Regions from separate parts of the Canis lupus genome. Here region 2 is linked to region 1. Evidence: chromatin contacts called from public Hi-C data. All regions are on one chromosome and are shown on one strand. The core of a region is the stretch at or near the end of the contact, and the rest is flanking DNA. Distances in the headings are between cores, read along the strand shown. Region 1 overlaps TRPM3 (transient receptor potential cation channel subfamily M member 3). Region 2 overlaps SMC5 (structural maintenance of chromosomes protein 5).

What was found. A called contact is a pair of places that touch in the nucleus more often than the background predicts.
Region 2: a Hi-C map of blood shows a contact between it and region 1, with 6 times the contacts expected there. The contact joins two enhancer-like sites. A contact is called at or near these places in 6 of 9 Hi-C or Micro-C datasets (amygdala, blood, liver and 1 more).

What each region holds. Positions count from the first base shown.
Region 1 is chr1:87,619,239-87,626,047 of UU_Cfam_GSD_1.0, forward strand. TRPM3 (transient receptor potential cation channel subfamily M member 3) reads left to right here. Exons shown (of 25, transcript XM_038527100.1): 18 at 2,579-2,719. Among named protein-coding and RNA genes, the nearest start is that of MIR204, 130 kb to the left of the region's middle. Within about 2 kb of position 3,648, at least 2 of the 20 cell types and tissues checked have an H3K27ac peak or open chromatin away from gene starts, as enhancers often do.
Region 2 is chr1:87,865,482-87,872,290 of UU_Cfam_GSD_1.0, forward strand. SMC5 (structural maintenance of chromosomes protein 5) reads right to left here. Exons shown (of 24, transcript XM_038527107.1): 18 at 6,135-6,260; 19 at 2,896-2,991; 20 at 2,359-2,463; 21 at 2,037-2,156; 22 at 458-637; 23 at 280-375. Among named protein-coding and RNA genes, the nearest start is that of SMC5, 87 kb to the right of the region's middle. Within about 2 kb of position 4,175, at least 4 of the 20 cell types and tissues checked have an H3K27ac peak or open chromatin away from gene starts, as enhancers often do.

The DNA.
Region 1 (6,809 bases), core at 2,398-4,897:
TCCTTTTTCTTATCCCAAATCCTAGTCTCAGAGCAGTTAGAAGTATTTGCCCTGTTCTCACATTTAATAAAAATCTCATTTCTCATAAATAAATAAATAAATAAATAAATAGACTTACCATTTGCAACAACATGGATGGAACTAGAAGGTATTATGCTAAGCGAAATAAGTCAATCAGAGAAAGACAATTATCATATGATTTCACTCATGTGAAATTTAAGAAAAAAAACCAGAGGATTATAGGGAAAGGAAAGGGAAGGAAAAATAAGGTGAAAACAGAGAAGGAGGCAAACTGCCAGAGACTCCTTGGTATAGGAAACAAACTTGGTTGCTGGAGGGGAGGTAGGTGGGGGATGGGATAACTGGATGACGGGCATTAAGGAGGGCATTTGATGTAATGAGCAGTTATATGCAACTGATGCACTGAACTCTACCTCTGAAACTAATAATATACTATATGTTACTTAATTGAATTTAAATAAAATTTTAAAAAATAAAAATAGGGCAGCCCCGGTGGCCCAGTGGTTTAGTGCCGCTTTCAGCCTGGGGTATGACCCTGGAGACCCGGGATCGAGTCCCATGTCAGGCTCCCTGCATGGAGCCAGCTTCTCCCTCTGCCTGTGTCTCTGCCTCTCTCTTTCTCTCTGTGTCTGTCATGAATAAATAAATAAAATCTTTAAAAATAAATAAAAATAAAATAAAAATCTCATTTCCCAAACATTGTAGAACTAACCTTATCTTAGAATAATATTGAAAGAATTAAAGCTAGTGCCTTTGGGTGGCTCAGTCAGTTAAGCATCCAACTCTTTTTTTTTTTCTTTTTTAGATTTTATTTATTCATTCATGAGAGACAGACAGAGAAGAGAGAGAGAGGCAGAGACACAGGCAGAGGGAGAAGCAGGCTCCATGCAGGGAGGCCAATGTGGGACTCAATCCCGAGTCTCCAGGATCACGCCCTGGGCTGAAAGCAGGTGCTAAACCACTGAGCCACCCAGGGATCCCCTAAGCATCCAAGTCTTGATCTCAGCTCAGGTCTTGATCTCAGAGTTGTGAATTTGGGCCCCATGTGGGGCTCCATGCTGGGCATGGAACCCACTTTAAAAAAGAAAGAAAGAGGGGCACCTGGGTGGCTCAGTTAAACATCTGCCTGTGTCTCAGGTCATGATTTCAGGGTCCTGGGATAGAGCCCTAGGATCAAGCCCCTGAGTCAAGTCAGACTCCCTGTTCAGCAGGGACTCTGATTCTCCCACCCCCTCTGCCTGCTGCTCCCCCTGCTTGTCCTCTCTCTCTGTCAAATAAATGAAAGAAAAGGAAAAAAAAAAAGAAAAGAAAAGAGAGAAGAGAAGGAAAGAAAAAGAAAGAACTAAAGCCAATAAATTATGCTGTAATAAACCTCTGATAACACTTTTCTTTTTTCTGGTGAGAGATTCCCAACTAGATCGTTTCAGTCAAGAGTATCCAAGAAAGTCTCAGTTCTTTGTAAACACTAGCTAGAATATATTGAGTCCTTATTAAGTGCAGATGCTTATTGATTTGTAGACCAATCTTGTAACGGGTGCTATTACTACTTCCAACTGAAAGATAAAGAAACCAAGATTCAGAGTGGTTAAAAGATTTGCCCCAGGTGCCATGAATTCTGAGTATCCAAGAGAGGACTCAGTCCTCTTTCTGAGTGACCCCAAGTCTGGAACTCTTCACCATCAAGATCTTCGGCCATCATTGGGACATTCGTCCTGTCACTTGGTGCCCAGACCGGCTTGCATCTGCCTTTTCTCAAATTCTGTCCTTTTTGTGATGTTAAATTACTGTTTTTGCAGCTGCTGTTGCCATGAGTGAGAAGGAAATGATTCTATTTATAAAGAAACTTCCAATGGCTTGGAGATGAGGCCTCTCCAGGTCAGGTCCTACTTCTCCTAGTTCCACCTAGTGAACTGTCCCACACAGAAGGCACTGTGTCTAGGAATTGCCATGAAACTAATACCAGCAGTAGTTCAGGTTTCATGGTGTTTGAAATCAGGGAACCAAAGTTTATGCCTAAGGGTTGAGGAGACGTTTCTAACTCAACTAAGTTCCAGGCACTTCAGATAACTTAGCTTTCTGGAATACTCATAACCTTTGGTTAAGTTTGTTATTACTGGTCCAATGTATTTTTTAGTTAAGAGCCATTTTAGCATGGGTGGAGGTAGAATTCAAATCCAGATCTGCCTGGCTTACTACATATATGGTAAAAAGGGGTAGAAAGAAAAGACAGATCCCTGGCCTTCCAAAGACTCTGCTCTTTCTTCCTCCCAGAACTCTGGGTATCTTCTATCATCAACAGCTTCCAGAGCTCCCAGGGTAGAAGAAAAGAGAATGGTCAAGAGCTATCCCTAAAGGCTTTCCATCCCAGGCAAAAACCTTTGATTCTATATATAATGTAAATGCACACTTAGGGAAGGCAAAACCTCTGAATCTCTGGGGACCCTGGACAAAACTCTTAGGTTCTATGAGTATGCACTCCTGATCTGTGAAATGGGCCCAGTGAACTACCTGGTCTCCAGAGCTCTGCCGTGATGGTACTGGTTCTCTTCCACTGTAGGCAATGTTGGGGCGAAACAACGGGGAGTCTTCCAGAAAGAAGGATGAAGAGGAAGTTCAGAGCAGACACCGGTTAATCCCCCTGGGCAGAAAAATCTATGAATTCTACAATGCACCCATTGTGAAGTTCTGGTTCTATACCGTAAGCATCTTCCTTTTTCTTCTTCCTAATGGGGGACTGCGGAGGGCCAATGCCAGGTCCACGTGCACCTATGTGGTTTCCTCTGTGAATCACAATATAAGGATCCAACAGCCAGGAATGAAAGCTTTTCCCAGTGGTTTTGTAAGATGTGTCAAGTTTGTGAGGCAGCTTCCACAGTTTCTGCATTTCTCCTCCTTGCAGAAAATAAAGGAAATGGTAAAAGTGAGAACTAACAGAAATAGAGGTGAGATGAGTATGAGTCTAGTCTAGCAGGAAAATAGATGTCATTTTATAAAACACTTCTGTGTTCTGGATAGATGAGCACTGGATCTGAACTGCCCATTTTAGGTGCCAATCCTGGGTTTGGGGGGACATGTGAAGGCTAAGGGCTGAGCAGAGTGTTAAAAGCAACACCAGGAAAGGTGGGTAGCATAAGTGTGCAACCACTGCCAACCTAGTAGTGTCATCAAACAACCTTTCTTGCTCAGACACAATTAAACAACATGCCAACCAAAGCAGCAAGAACTGCTCAAAGTAACCTATAATCACAGCAGAGATGGTTCAGTGCACACCGTGCAAGTATTTTCTGCCCACGAGATGAAAGATTGTCCCCAAAATATCCTCTGGATATGATAGAAATGGCTTGAGTGTTGGTTTTCTACTTTTCATGATATTTTAAGCTGAAAGTGAGCTTGGGCTCAGGTCAGCTTGGTTCTCTCCAGCCATGGTGGCACTGTGCCAGACAAAGGACAGGCGTCTGTATTTTTGGCCTTTCTCACAACCAGCTACACACCAGTCACCTGAGTCAGCAAAGGAAAATCTGAGTTTGAGGCCAAGATGACTCAGATGACCAGATGAGGTGTTTGTGTGTGTGTGTGTGTGTGTGTGTGTGTGTGTGTGTGTGGTCCCGTATGCTAACAATTAACACTGGCTTCCAATCAGGCTTTCTGAACCTTAGCACTATTGACATATGTTGAGCGAATAATTTTTTGTAGAGGACTGTCCTGTGCATTATAGCATGTTTAGCAGCAGCCCTGGCCTCTGTCCACTAGATGCCAGTAGCATTCTCCAGCCCTCAAGTGTGACAACCATGTCTCCAGGCATCACCAAGCGTCCCTTTATGGGCTTAGGTTGCCCCCAGTTGAAAACTACTGCTTTAAACTATGGTCTCGGCAGAGGACATAATCAAAATATAAATATTAGATTATTTTTAGCAAAGTAAAAATTCAAATTTATGAATATTAAAAAAGAAAAATATTCTGAAAAAAAGACATACAAAAATAATTTTGATTTATATATTTGATGCAGATATATATATATTATTTTTACCTTGCAGAAAACAACTTAGTGGTAACAAGCATGCACTTTGGGGTAAGACAGGCTGAGTGCTGAACAGAAATCCTGTCTATGTGTCTTAGTTTTATTGTGTGACCTCCAATGAGTTACTTCAGTGCTCTGTGCCCAGATTCCTTAAGATGGGGATATTAATAGCACCTACTTTGTAGGATTTAGTAAAGATTAAATGTGTTAAAATATGTAAAACACTTAGAACAGTGCTTGGAACATGTAAGCATAATATAAATGTAACTGTTTTTATTCCAAGCCTAGTCACATTGCACAGCAATAGTGTTTTTTATTCATCCATCCACTCAATAATAATAATAATAATAATATAATAAGTTTTATCAAGATAATAATTTTACTGCATTTTACACATATTTCTGTCTTTCCTCTTATACCAAGCTACCTCAATTGTCCCAGCCTAAAAGGGGGCTTAGCAAACTACATCCCCATATGCCAAATCCAGTCCCAAAACAAGGCCTATTATTGCGGACTGTGAGCTAAGAGTGGTTTTTACATTTTTAAAGAATTGAAATAAAATCAAAGGAAGAATACTTTATGACACATGAAAATTAAATGCAATTCATACTTCAGTGTCCATAAATAAAGTTTTATTGGGACACAACCAATTTCATTTGTTTACATATAATCTGGCTGCTTTTGTGCTACAACTGCTGAGTCAATAACTTGCCATAAAGGCTGTCCAGCCTGTAAAGCCTTAAAAATTAACTTTCTGGTCCTTTACAGAAGAAGATTGCTAATTCCTGATCTAGAGCATAAAGGAATCAGTAGAAGCAATAGTATCAAGAATTATCAATCACCTTTACAAGGACAGGATTTATTTCTCTTATCCTTCCAGAGTGTCCCTATCTTGTTATCCTTGATCTTTGTTCAGTATTAACTTTACTTCCTTGATTCCCTTTGTCCCCATTTATTCAGCTGCAGCAATTTGTTATCCAAGGAGGCTTTTAAGTGACAAATGCCCTGAACGGTGGTTTGCAGCTTTGGCTACACATTGGAACCAATTGGAGTACTTAAAAAAATAAAAATAAAATACCTGGGTTCAATTTAACCTATATCTTTATCTCTTTTTTTAAAGGTACCTGGGTGCTATTCTCAGAGATTCTGACATCATTGGTCTGGGGCACAGCCCAAGCATCAGGATATTTCAAAGCTCCCAGGTAGTTGTAATGAGTAGCCAGGGTTGAGAACCACTGCATCAGATAGAGGGCTGAGTTGTCAGCCCAGTATTTTCCAAAGTTTCTGTGATGATAAAGAATTTTGTTAGAAATGCAAATCCTGGCCCCATCACAGACCCGTTGAATCAAATCTCCAAGGAGGAGATGAAGAGGCTCTATGTTCAACAAGCTTCCCAAGGGAGTCTGGTGGTCCAGGAAGCTTGGGACACACACACTTTCCTTGTATCATACCGGGCAGGCTGTGAAGTGGCTTCTGGGAAGGGGAGCCTGTACGTCTGGCTCCTTTGTGCACAGCTGACTGTAGACTGGATGCCCCAGTCGTGTTTGGTTGTGTTCACATAAGGACTTTCAGAAATCCATATTTATGTATTGACAAAGCCCAGGCCTCAAGGAAGTACATGGAGATAAGGAGAGATTTTTAATTTTTAAATCTCCAGAGATGCTTAACAGTAAAATTCAGCTTTAGATCAAAGGTCCTATTTGCCTTTGGTTGTGTTCTTTTCTTTAAGAGTATTTCCTACTCTGATTTCAAAAAATATCCCCTTCGATGCTCCCAAGTTTCTGAAAGATGGGACACACCTCATTTTCACAAAACCTCACTTCTGTATCTTAGCAAGTTTCCAGAAGAGCAGGTTGGGTCCTCTTCTGTTCCAAGAAGAAAGGAGGCAGGGATCCAACTGGCTCCCAGATCTGGTTTGCGATGAAAGCCATTTCAAGTGCCCAGCTGGAGAGGATGCCAATTCAAGGTATAAAAGAAGAACCAGGTCAGAGGGCAAGGGATGTGCTCTGGGCTTCTCCAGCAGTGACAGACCCCTTCCACTGTTTAAACGCCATGTGCCCTCCACTCTCCAGCAGCAGTAGTAAAGGCCCACCAGGGTTCCATACAACCTGCAGCAATCTTTGGTGCTCGTATTGCATAGTTTAGGAGTTGTGCATCCTGCTTAATAGAAAATGTATAAGAAGAATATTTAAGCAATAAAATACAAATCCCTTATAGGATTTGCAGTGACTTCAGTAAGAATCATAAGGTTATGTTTCTGCTCAGAGCTTTGACATTCTACACAGCTTGTTAAAGCCTACAGAATATATGTGTTTGTGTCTACATGCACACACAACTTAAAGCACGTCATGTTAAGGTAACCTGCAGCAAGACCCCATGGATGTTGGTGAGTTCTAAGATAGGTTGCCTCCCAGACAGCAGCCAGTCCTCTGATGTGCCATTTAAACATGTTTAAAGCCGTATTTTTGGAAGTCCATATTTTGAGAGTTGTCCCAAAATGTTATATTGTAGCTTGATTCTGGAAAGAAAAGCAGTATAGAATAACTGGGATTTAAAGAACAGGCAAGGAGGCAATTGTAAAAAGGAGAGGTATGACTTGTTCACGGCATCAAAAGGAGGCAAAGAGTGAGGTAGGAGGAGACAAGAGGAATGGAAATTTCTTGAGAAAACAGGCAAATAGTAATCTTAGCCACCATTCATTGGGCCTCTACTGTCAGGAAATAGATACATATTCTGCCCCCATGTTCCCTAATCCTTCCCAAAGCTCTGT
Region 2 (6,809 bases), core at 2,925-5,424, 250 kb after region 1:
AAGAAGAGCCTCTCTAGATAAAAAGTGCCAAAAGCAGGGAGGAAATTTTGGTTCTAGAACATAATTCTATGCCTCCTACGTTTCTTTTTCTAATAATAAGGTTTCTGATTAAGTATGTCACTGGAACTTGTCCCCTTTATATAAATATTACTGAAATCTTTTTAGTTCTGTCTTGGGGGAGTGTTTCTGCTCATTTATGGATCGGGCCATAATCTGCTCTATGATTAGACCACAGGGGACTTCTGAGTACAGAGCACGTGCAGATGTCTTATTACCCACCTTTGGTGTAATAAAGAAGTACTGAGATGTATTTTCTTTACAAGCAGTATTTACAACCATTTCAAACACTCTCCGTTCATTGATCGGGTCCATTCCCTAAACAATGACAACAATAATGATTACATTTCAATCTATTATAAGCTACACTAAAGCGCAAGTAAAAGAATAAGCACCACACCTGATTGATTTCATCAACTACTCTAAATGGACATCGATTAAGCTCCTGGAGCGCCATCAAGTACAACATGGTGGAAACACTTCTTTCACCTCCACTCTGATGGTGTGGGGTTAATTCGTGCAGCTGCGTACTGCTGCGAAATTTGACTCGAATTCGAATTCCGTATTTATCATAGTCTTCCTGTAGAACAGTAAAAAGTTGTTGAAAGGTTACAGTTTTCTCCAGCAATTTTATAGTATTTGATGATAGACTGAATAAATCCATTAGAAGAGTTAGTTCCTTAAAGATCTCTAATAGCTTTGTAGACAGCAACTACTTCTTTGATACTTTATTTGTAAAAAAAAAAAAAAAAAAAAAAAAAAAAAAGGGATGATCAGAATACTGCTTTACAGAGTAACTGGGAGGATGAAACGAGATAACGGACTTCTAAGTGCTTCGGCACAGAGCCCGGCAGGTGCACAGTATATTATGAATTACATTTGTTACTACACTGTCTCTTAATTGTGTAACAAGCCTAAAAAGTCTGTGGATGGCCTCACTATGGCAAAATCTACTATCTTAATAGAACTGAAAAGTGAAATAATGTTGACTATCCTTATGGATAGTCAAGCAGGTGAAGGAGTCATGGGGCAAAGTTCCTAAAGTACTACCTTGCTTTGTATCTATGTACAGAACGTACATGCAAGATTGCACACATGCTTGAAAGAAAATGATCTTTTATGGTCTTCATTTCTATACTAGGGGAAAAAACTTATTAGGGAAAATTTTCAACATACACAAAACTAGACACTAAAATAAGCTCAGTAAAATTACCAACTAGCCTCAGTATTATCAACATAATGACCAACCCTGTTTCATCTCTAACTCTACCCTTTCCTCTTTTCCAATGATCTTAAAGCAAATTCCACATTCACTTTACACATTTCTGATTCAAAATTATCTTACACCTACCATTTTGTAGTGCATTAAGTTATAGTTTAAGGAATTAGTAACAAGTTTCCAAATATTTTCATTCCTGTGTACTCTTAAAATCTTGAATAAAAGAGGAAACCACTGATATTATACTGTATTTCAGTTACATTTGCCAATCTCTAAAGGACTCTTCTAACGTGGAGAATGGTAGATTTATAAAGCAATTCATTCACAGCTGAATAACCATTACCTATCTGGATATAAAAAAGAATTTTAGTAAGGCTATAGTGACTGGTCTCATGTCGCAAAAAAAAAAAAAAAAAAAACCCGACGGACTCCCACAGGTGGTGTTTTCCTTCTCAAAGATTGGAGAGAGAGAATGAGCAAAGTAAGAGAGAGCTTAAGAGAGGGAGGGGTAGAGGGGGAGAGAGAAGCAGACTCCCTACTGAGTAGGGAACCCAACACGGGGCTCGATCCCAGAACCCTGGGATCATGACCTGAGCCAAAGGCAGATGCTTAACTGGTTTATTTAGGGTGCCTAGGTGGCTCGATTTTGCAGTTAGCAAAATTTTCACAGGTATAACTCTAGAATAAACAAATAATTTACACAGACTTTTAGCATATAATTAAAATTACTTGCCAAGAAACATTTCAAATGCAATATTACCTCATTTTCTGTATGTAGATCAACTTCACCAGCACATTGCATGGAACTGAAAAAATTGCTGAATTTTTCATTAATTTTTTCTACAAGTTCTTTTAAAGGATTAAGCCACCTTTCTTTTACCTGCAAATCAATTCAACATAAAAGGGCAATTTAAAAGAAGTATTACTACGTTCTGACAGAAAATTGTCCATAAAACAAAGATCAATTTAGTCATGAGACCATACATGGCAGTTGTTCTTAGAAACATGTCATTTCAGTTTGCATTATTCTACATTCCCATATGATAAGCACGTGACAGAAATAAAAGTTAAAGGTTAATGACCTGTGAAATGTTTTCCCTGTATTTATCCAGTTCAACCTTCTTTATCTTTAGTTCCTCAGTTAATTGCTCTATTTCTTCTTCTCTTTTTGTGTATTCTTCAACAACCTGGCAGAGAAAAAACTATTTAAGACAATCTACCAAAGGATAACATTACAGGAAATTCTGCATCAATTAAAATACTAACTGAAAATATGCCAATTGTTGCATTGTTTGTACGCAATTTATGTTCTTCTACTAAACGTGTTTTTTTATCCTTGAAAAAATAGACACTGCAGTATTTCAGGTTAGCCCAATGATTCTTTTTATAAAGGAAAGGCACAGAACAGTGTGTTCCTTAGGAAGAGTCTATTTAAAATTCTAATAGATTCAGAATCTGGCATTTAAAGCACATTGTTCCTGCTGTCTGGCTTATTATTACCAAGAGCTCTAGTACAGAGTGGGAGGCGAGTGCTGGAAGGAGGTGTGCGTGCGCGTGCGTGGTGGGTGTGAGGAGGGGGGCAGTGGTGCTTGCGGGAGGCAACAGGGCAAGTAGCATACTGTAGGATTCAGTCCCGTGAAGCAAGAAGCTCTTGATCTTTCTTCAGTTAATAAAGCATCAATTTCATCCAATGTGTTTGGAAGATCCTGGAAAGCCTAAAAGGGGAAAAAAACAAAGGTCTGTTATTACAAGCAGTCCAGCAGAAGCAGTTCTGCTTGAACAGTTAAGTGTTCTGCTGAGTAAGTATCTACTATGTGTTCAACAGCATGCTAGCATACAAGGAATCAGAGGAATTCAACAGGGGTTTTTGCCTTCAAAAAGCTTCCACTTTATACACTTAGTAACACTGGTAACACCTTAAGGCCGAGTGTTGGTGCTGAGTATTAACGTTCTATCCTACAGCTACAGGGAGTTACGGGGGAGGAAGGGATACCAGTTCATGCTGGAGAAACTACAGAGAGTTAGGGGAAAGAAGAGGCCTCAATTTCATCTTGGGGCCTGCAAGCAAGTAGCTGGGGAAAAAGCGAGGCAGAGGGAGAGGAGTGTGGAGAACAGAAAGAGCGCTGCATACCATGGGGGGTGAGGAGTTGTGTCCATTTGGAATGGTGGGTACTTGCTGAATTGGTAGAATGGGTCCAGAATATGTGGGGCATTGAAAGAGAGCAAGAAGTTAGAACTTTATACTGTACTTATGAAGAACGACAAAAGCATCTTAAGAATCCAATTACTTCGACGGTAGAATTTCACCACAGCATGGCTGACCCTCGAACAACGCAGGGTTAGGGGACCGCCCCCTCGCCCCCACCCACCGTGTAGTCAGAAATACACGTCTAACTCCCAGTAGTCCACTGCTGCCTGCAGGCCTCAGCGATAATATCAACAGTGAGATAACACGTATGAGATAACACGTACTTTGTAGGTTACGGGTTTTATATACTGTACTCTTACGGTGAACTTGACAAAAGGAAATGTTATTAAGAAAAACACAAGAGAAAATACGTTTAGTGCTGTATTTATTGAAAGAAATTGCCCTGGGGCAATTTCTAGAAGTGGCCCCGTGCAGTTCAGCCCATGTTGTTCGAGGATCAACCGTACTACCTTCTGAGCCCTGACAGAGAAGTGGGCACAGGCCCTTTCCTGTCTGAGGGGGAACCTGCAACACTCAGACAAAATGAGGTACAGAATGCATCTTGACGCTCTGAAAGAGGTCCTGAAGTATTACATTAATCTAATACTTCAATTTTAAGGTCTTTTAACTGTTTCTGAAAGCCTGGAGAAGTTGAACTGCTCTCTCTAGTCAGCATCTGCTGCTGCTCTGACGTGACTGCTGAGCTTTCAGCCTGTGCTGCGCACGTGCATGGGTCTTCACAGGCTCCCTAACAGGCATCTTCAGGTGGAGATGGTCCAACAGAAAGACTCCTGTCACCCACCCTCCCCACCAATGGGGGCAAACCTAGTTCTCCTTCAGTCAATGGCAGAACATAGGGGGTGGTTCTCCCTCTTGCCCTTCTCCTGAAATCCATTAGCCAGTCCTGCTGACTGTCACGAAAAGATCCTCAGGTCGGCAAACTTCCCTTTCCAGTGCTCCTACCCTGCTCCTTGCCACTTTTCGCTCTGGCCTGGCCCTGAAGCAATCCTCTTCTAAATGGCCTCCTTGCTTTCATTCTTGGGTCCCTCCTCGAGTCTCCGCCTGGCAGGCAGAGGGGGCTCCTACATGCCCACACCAGTCCCATCACTCCTCTCTCTGATCTTCTTCTGGTGGGTTCCGTCTCCACGTACAATCCAAACTCCTTCCATGGGCTTACGGGGCTGCATGATCTGACTCCTGCCTGCCTTTGGGCCTGGATCATAATGTCTTAGCCAGACTGAGATTGCTTCCTTCATGTGAAACCTGCCCTGTGTACTTCTACCTCAGGGGCTTTGTATGGAGCTGTTTTCTCTGCCTGGAAAACTTTACCCTCCAACTCTTACTTGACTAATTTCTTTTCTGCATTCAGGAATCCTCTATAATAGTATCTTCCCAAAGGAGGCTCCCTGACACTATCCTCTTACCTTGTTTCTTCTTAGCACCTCTTGACAGCCAACATTATCTGCTTTTTAATTCATTTATCTGCTCCACCCTCCAGACTAGAATATAAATTTCAGTAGAGAAGTATCTGTCTTGTTCAATGCCTGATACATCAGTAATGTTTTTAATATGTGAATTATCTTCTAATTTTCTTTCAAAAACAATACAACTTATCAAGAGTAGACTAATTCTACGCTCTGAAAAAAAAAATTGGTGCAGATCTTGTGCTAATATTTATTTTATAATTCCATGTACTCTAGAGAAGTTCTAATATATTTTTAGAAACAGCCACCACTCAGTTCGTCTTTTCTATGTACCTACTACATCCCTATTATGTGCCTAAATAGAACCATTTTCTATGGTGTAGTTGATATAACAGAGTAAGATCTTTGAGGATTTGAAAATTATAATCCGAATGGTTCCCCCCACCCACCATTTCATTAGGTATTGAAAGAGATGGGACATGAACTACTGAAATAGGGAAATATACATTCGTTATCTGTTCAAATTAAGATAAAATACCTTAAATAAAAATTCATTTTCTACTTTTATTTTGACATTGTTCTGAGAGTTGGTATGATCCCCACTCGTCAGATAACAGAGCCACGGGGCCGCATAATCAGTGGTGGAACGTGGACTAGAGGGCAACAACTCCTTGTACTAACTGAACAATATGTCAGCACAGAAAACAGAAAGGGAAGGAGGAAAGGCTCTTTTTCTCCTTTTCTCACCAGATGTTAGCCCTAAAGATTCAGGTCCCGCTTAAACCTAAATAAACATGCTAACTTCCAGAAAAACCTTTTCATTTTGCCTTTTTCTAGACATCCCTTCTATTTACTATTTCTTATATGCCAATTACCAATGCTATGTTTCCATAAAGAACTACACCCCATCCCCTGACGCTACCTCTTAAAGGGAGTTTGGAGAAAAAAAGCCTCTTATTGGAAGAATGAATGTTACGGAACTGAGAACTATGCAAGGGGATAGCCGTGCTTTAATAACTTTAGGACTAAGCGAAGATGGAGGAATGCCCAGGTTTGAATACAGGAAAGAAAATCCACTATGCACAATGACTTTACATATTCAGTTTAAAAATGGGGGGGTGGGATCCCACATTCCTTATGGCACGTTGTGTTTCTCAGGGCCCATTACAATGCCTAACACACTTGAAGCAGATAAAGAAGGTGCGCAGCATGTGACCTTGCAGCCTTATATACTTGTTATACTTACTGTCTGGTATTCTTGAGGAACTGTCTGCTCTGCACCCAGGTTACATACTTGCCTAGCTCTCTTCATCAGCTCCTTGCATTTCTGCAATAATCTCTGTCGACTTTCATCCAGCTCAATGAAATGTTGCTATTGCAAGAAAAAGAATTGACCATTTTTCTGTTATCATTAGATCAGCGAGCTACTTGATCAAATGAGCAATTCACAGGCATGCTTTGGGGACACTGGATTCAGTCCCAGAGTACCTCAATGAAGTGGCCATCACACGAAAGCAAGTCAAATGAATGTTTTAGTTTCCTAGCACATGTAAAAGTTACATTTACCAAAATGTGGTCTAATTGTGCAAGGGCATTATATCTTTAAAAAAAAAAAAAAAGTACATACATTACTTAAAATATACTTTATTGCTAAAAAATGCTGACTACTATGTGAGCTTTCAGCAAAGCGACTCATTGATCCCAGGTCACCGTAACTGATACAATAATGATATAATATACAACATCTGAAGTGTAGTGAAGTGAAAAATACAGAACGAGGTAGGCCTGTAGATCAATGACTGAATACAGGGAAGCAAAAGCATCTAAAAAAACCATACCTCAAAAATCACGACAGCTATTATTAGGAAGATTAAATTTGAACTTAAATTTTAAAATATACCAGTATATCCTATGGCTATGT